Regions from separate parts of the Neogale vison genome. Here region 1 is linked to region 2. The links are chromatin contacts, called in public Hi-C maps. All regions are on one chromosome and are shown on one strand. Each heading gives the region's core, a stretch centred on a gene start, on an enhancer-like site or on the middle of the called end of the contact. The rest is flanking DNA. Distances are from core to core; before and after follow the strand shown.

Region 1 (2,890 bases), core at 302-2,801, 360 kb after region 2:
AAAAAGTTATTGGTATTTTGGTAGGGATTGCATTAAATGTGTAGATTGCTCTAGGTAGCATAGACATTTCCATAATATTCATTCTTCCAGTCCATGAGCATAGCATGTTTTTCTATTTCTTTGTGTCTTTAATTTCTTTCATGAGTATTCTACACTTTTCTGACTACAGAATCCTTGCCTCTTTGGTTAGATTTATTCCTAGGTATCTTCTTGTTTTGGGTGCAGTTGTAAATGGGATTGAGTCCTTAATTCCTTTTTCTTCTATCTTGTTGGTGTATAGAGAGGCAACTGATTTCTGTGCATTGATTTTATATCCTGACACGTTACTGAATTCCTGTATGAGTTCTAGCAGTTTTGGAGTGGAGTCTTTCGGGTTTTTCACATAAGGTATCATATCATCTGCAGAGAGTGAGAGTTTGACTACTTCTTTGCTGATTCAGATACCTTTTATTTCTTTTTGTTGTCTGATTAAGGCCAGGACTTCAAGTACTATGTGTACATCCCTGCTGTGTTCCTGACCTTAGGGGAGAAGCTCTCAGTTTTTCCCCATTGAAAATGATATTCGCTGTGGGTTTTTCATAGATGACTTTGATGCTGTTGAGGTATGTACCCTCCATCCCTACACTGTGAAGAGTTTTGATCAAGAAAAGATACTGTACTTTGTCAAATGCTTTTTCAGAATCTACTGAGAGTATCATATGGTTCTTGCTCTTTTTTTTTTAATTAATGTATCACATTGATTGATTTGTGGATGTTGAACCAACCTTGCAGCCCAGGAATAAATTCCACTTTGTCATGGTGAATAATCCTTTTAATGTACTGTTGGATCCCATTGGCTAGTATTTTGGTGAAAATTTTTGCATCCGTGTTCATCAGGGATATGAGTCTGTAATTCTCCTTTTTGATGGGGTCTTTGGTTTTGGGATCAAATCATGCTCAGAGGCCTGCTCTTCTCACCAGCAGCCCTACTCACCCTAGACAGGGACTCAGCTGATAGTGACCCTGGGGCTTCCACCTCATCCAGGTGGAGGCCTGTGTGTAGTTAGGAAGCAGATACCTCCAGTGCCCAAAGAGAGAGGCAGCTCCAAACAGTTACCAGCACCCCTCAAGGCTGAGTTGATCACCACGTCTAGGTGAAACTCAGAGGGAGCTTCCATAGATGGTGTGCTTTACCTGAGCAGCAGTTTTGCGTTGGACACACATGTTTTTACCAGCCTTGTTTCTCTCCTGCTGCTGTCCCTCCAAGCATATGTAAACAGCCATTTGAGCGGTCGCTGCCTGTATTCCCAGGACATCCTGTTGGCAGTTTTTTGTCCACTTCCTTGCAGCCAGAGGTACAGTCAAGGTCACACAGTGGCTATTTTATTTGAAAACTGTCAGAGAAATCTGCACTTGCATTCTGTCTCTGGCTGTGCCGATAATCTGAAAACCGTGGATTTTACTTCCAAATTCATCTACCGCTACACCAAGCACTGCCTTTTTCCTAAGTCTGAAGAATGCATCCCAGACAAAAGGCCAATTTCAGTTGACCTTAATTCTCCCTCTTCGGCATTCTTTTAGTTCTCTGTGTTTGAAATTCAAGGCCTGTGCTGGTTTCAAGTACACTTTTTTAAAAGTCTAAAACAGAAATGTATTATTGGACTGATAATGCCTCATGGAGGCCAATAATGGTTTTATGTACAAGCCACAGTACTTTTTTTGTTAGCGGTTTAAGTGCCTTTGACTGTTCCTTCTCTTCCTCCCCCCTTCTCCTCCCTCAGGTTTCTTGAATCATGCTAAGTAACTCGATATTGCTCTTGTCCTGCATAATGTCCGCTAACATTGGCAAAATTATTGGGGGAATGCTTTGGGAGAAAGCATTGGGTTTAACAAACTAGTAGAATTTTGTGGACACTGCAAATGATTCTTAAACTGCAGAATTGTCAAGAAGCCTGAATGCTTCCCTCTTCTCCCAAATTTAGTACACCATGCAACAATAATAATTTTTTAAAAATATTTGTAAAGATCACCCGTGATCCCACTGCTGTAACCAAACTACTTTTCAGTCTTTGTTGCTCACATACATTTTTTTATACATTTGCCACTTCAGATTTTTCTTTTTCACTGGATCGACCAGCACAAATATTGCTCTATAGTTTTTGTGTTTGTTATTTTAAGGACCATGTAATAACATCATCACATAGAAGTTTCTTAAATTACTAAAGCCATTTCCATATTATCAGTCTCCAGAGATTGCCGGCATTTTGGCTGACACCATGAATGTAGGTAATCCACTTCTTTGAGTCATTAGCCACTTGTCCCCTATTAAGTGATCTCCCTGGGATGCTTTCCCAGACGCGAGGTTCTTGGGCACAGGGGATGGAGCGCCATCTTTTGGAACTTGAGCTACCGTACTGCTGTGTCCAAGTGTTGTGGAGCCACACTAATACGTAGACGGGCCATGGTTTGGGGGCAGATCTCACAGCTGCTCCAGCAGACTCCCAGCTAGTGGCTTCCCGGGTCTCTCTACAGAGAGGGCCTCTCCGTTAACAGATGCCTTAGAGGTGGTTCTCTGCAAGGAGAAAATTCGACTGAGTTCACTGCCCTTGTAAGGAAGTGTATCCTACCCGAAGGGTGTAACAGGACTGGCCCCTGCTCCCACCTCCCACCAAGCTCACTGTTTCTGTAAGGATGGGGTAAAGGAGTTCCTTCAATATGCAATTCTTTTACTAATGTCAAATTAGATTTTTATCAAGCTAAAGGTGCTTCTGCCTAGATAACAGAATGGTTAAGGGCCCGGTGTAGAGGTAGACTAGGTTTGATTTCAGCTCCGCCTGATCTGCAGGGCGGCTTTGGGCAAGACACTCAGCCCTTCTCATCTGTAGCATTGATGTTCTGATCTAATCATTCC
Region 2 (2,771 bases), core at 71-2,570:
CCTCATCTATGAGGGGTCAGGGCTGTGTCTCACTTCTTGGAGTGCACACCCACCCCCATCCACTGTGTGAGAATACAGGAAGACAAAGTCCCAGCCTTCAAAAGCCCTCTGTCCAACAATTCCCCGCACCAAGCCCTCTGCGGGCTTCCTGCCTGACTCAGCGCCAGTGCCCAAATCCTTCCAGGGTCTACAGCAGGCTCCCCAGGACCCCAACTGGTGCCTCTCTCCAACCTGGGATGACCTGGGATGTCATTGCTCCTCGGGCTCCCCCATGCTGCCCTCTTGCTGCTCTCAAATGCTCAACGTCGGTTCCAGCCTCAAGGCTGTCGTCCTTGAGGTTCCCTCTGCCAGGGACACCCTTCCCTCAGGTCTCATCACACCAGCTCACTCACTTTCTTTGCCCTCGGAGCAACAGTAGTGCCAAAAGCTTCCTCCGCTCTATTCTCTTGCTTGGCAAACATCTCGTCTTTCCGTTTTCAGCTTGAACGTAGGTCAAATACACATATGATCATCCTGTCTCCCTTTCCCTCATCCTCCCTCCCCACACACTACCCTCTCCCCACCTCCTCCTCTGTTGGAAGTCCAGCCTTTATAACTCAAGCCCCACAGACTACAGAAGGGTGTTAGACCTTGGCAAACAGCAGGCAAACCTTATCTCTGCATTGTCTCTCTACCTGAGTCCCCTTTGAATTGTTCCCTGCTCACAGCTTCCTTTGGGGATTTTAACACTTTGAAAGGCAAGTTTAAAAGCGGGTAATGATAACGAGCAGGCTCCCAGATGTCTCAGAAAAAAAAAGGGGGCTTCCTCAGTTGCCAGGCCAGCTGTGTGACGAGCTCTGCAAATCACAGCCCCTCCCTGTGCTCCCAGCTCCTCGCCAGTAACCCTCAAAGGCTTTTACCTAGAGGGTCGCTGAAAGTTCTCCCAGTTCTGACAACTCCTTGGCAATCAAACACCGCCAGACATTCAGCTTCTTTACTTACATTTCCTGTCCCTCCGAGCCACCTAGGATCTATCAAATCTGAAGTCAGGTGTACTTTGTACACAATCAAGACCCAGAAGGGAAGAGTGCCCCAGTTTACTTAGTAATCTCTGCCTGATACCGCTTTTCTGATCCTGTCACCAAAGCCTGTTTCTCTGGCCCAGCAATTTTCTTTGCATCCAGGTTCAGTGAAACAAAAGAATTTTCTTCAGGCTAACAAGGTTAGGGAAGGGCTGGGATTCTAGACAGATCTGCACACACACAGCTCCATTTGAAAGACTTTCCTATTGTTTTTGGAAGCCCTAAGAAAATTCAGCATATACTCAACTATTTTTTTTTTAAATAGTCTCGTGAAAATGAGTCAGTTTATGGTGTGTTTTGAACTGAGTTTTACATTCCTGTGGGCTGGTAGCTCTTGAAATTGGCTAAACCCTACCTCCAGAGGAGTTGACTAACTTGAAAGACTCTGACACCAATTTCTGAAAACCAGAAACCCAAGTCTCATGGTGTCAAGATGATTCCATCGGACTCACCATGGTGACCTCAGGTAAACCTGGCTCTTCTCAGCCCAGAGCCAAGCCCTGCCCATGCCTCCTGTCCATTAATGCTCTCACCCTGCGCCAGGATCACGGCTGCATCACCACCCACCCCTAAACGAAGTGGCCTCAGACAAGGACATTGATGTGCTGTGGAACTTGTAGGACAGAGCAGGGTTCCATGGGACACTTGTCTCTGCTCCGCTGAGCGTCTGCTGGGGGCTGGAATCATCTGAAGGCTCCTTCGCTCACTTGGCTCCTGGGCCGGGAAGATTCCAGCAGCTAGGAACGGAGTAACTGTGGGGTGTCTCTCCATGTCTATCTAACACGCCCTCTAGGACTTCCTGAAGTCGCCTCAGGGCTCTCAAGAGAGTGTGCCGGGTAGAAGCCATTTTGCTTTTTATGACCCAACCTCAAATGTCATGAGGGGTCAGTTCTGCCAGAGTCTGTTGGTCAAGGCAGTCCTAAAGATCCAGCAAGGTTCAAGGACAAGAGACATAGACATCTGCCCCACCGCCCTCCACACCCCAGTGGAGGCATGTCACATCCACAGCATAGAAAGAGCATGTGGGAGAGAGATACTGGTGGTGTTGCCATCTTTGAAAAAGAAAACCTGCCTCCCCCTGCTAATCTGTCAGGTAGACATCAGGGTCCCCAGTGATGGATGAAGTGAATGAGTCTGAGGAAAAGTGACTTACTCCAGGGCCGCTTGGTGAACAGGTGTCAGGGCCAAGATTGAGGAGAAAGGGAGCCTGGAGGATGGAAGGTTTGGGGAGTAGGGGTGAGAAGCTCCCCAGCCATCCCTGAGTCTCTGCAAAGGGAAAAGATAGAACAGGCAGTGTGGGGAAACAGGGGCTTTGCCTCATGTCCCAACACAGGAGAAAGACCCACGGGGATGGAAACTATCCACTCTTTGTTTTATACCAGCAGAGTTTAACACCAAAGAGACAGAGTGGTAGGGCAGGCAAAGCTCGGGTACCCGCGTTGGTTCTAGGTTGAAGCCATGGGATCTCGGTCGAGGCTCCTAAACTCCCTGAGCTTCAAATTCCTCCTCTATCAGATGGTAAGAATGACACCTTCTGATTAGTCTTCATGGAGGATTCCAGAATCTTGTGTGTAATGTTCCTGGTGTATAGGGAGAAATCAGACCGTGGTCACTATGATTTTCATGCAGATGTTTATAAAACTGAAGAGGGTCTGGGAGTCAGTGTTTGTGTTAAAATCCTTGGGCGGCTTCAGGTGGACGGTCTGCCGG

What was found. A called contact is a pair of places that touch in the nucleus more often than the background predicts.
Region 1: a contact with region 2 is called in a Hi-C map of fibroblasts, with 4 times the contacts expected there. The contact joins two enhancer-like sites. A contact is called at or near these places in 2 of 3 Hi-C or Micro-C datasets (fibroblasts and muscle).

What each region holds. Positions count from the first base shown.
Region 1 is chr4:11,240,745-11,243,634 of ASM_NN_V1, forward strand. All of the region lies in intron 2 of LOC122904295 (arf-GAP with SH3 domain, ANK repeat and PH domain-containing protein 1), which reads left to right. Among named protein-coding and RNA genes, the nearest start is that of GSDMC, 390 kb to the right of the region's middle. Within about 2 kb of position 1,552, the one cell type or tissue checked has open chromatin away from gene starts, as enhancers often do. A contact at or near this core is called in fibroblasts, where this site is marked.
Region 2 is chr4:10,882,966-10,885,736 of ASM_NN_V1, forward strand. No RefSeq gene overlaps it. Among named protein-coding and RNA genes, the nearest start is that of ADCY8, 290 kb to the left of the region's middle. Within about 2 kb of position 1,321, the one cell type or tissue checked has open chromatin away from gene starts, as enhancers often do. A contact at or near this core is called in fibroblasts, where this site is marked.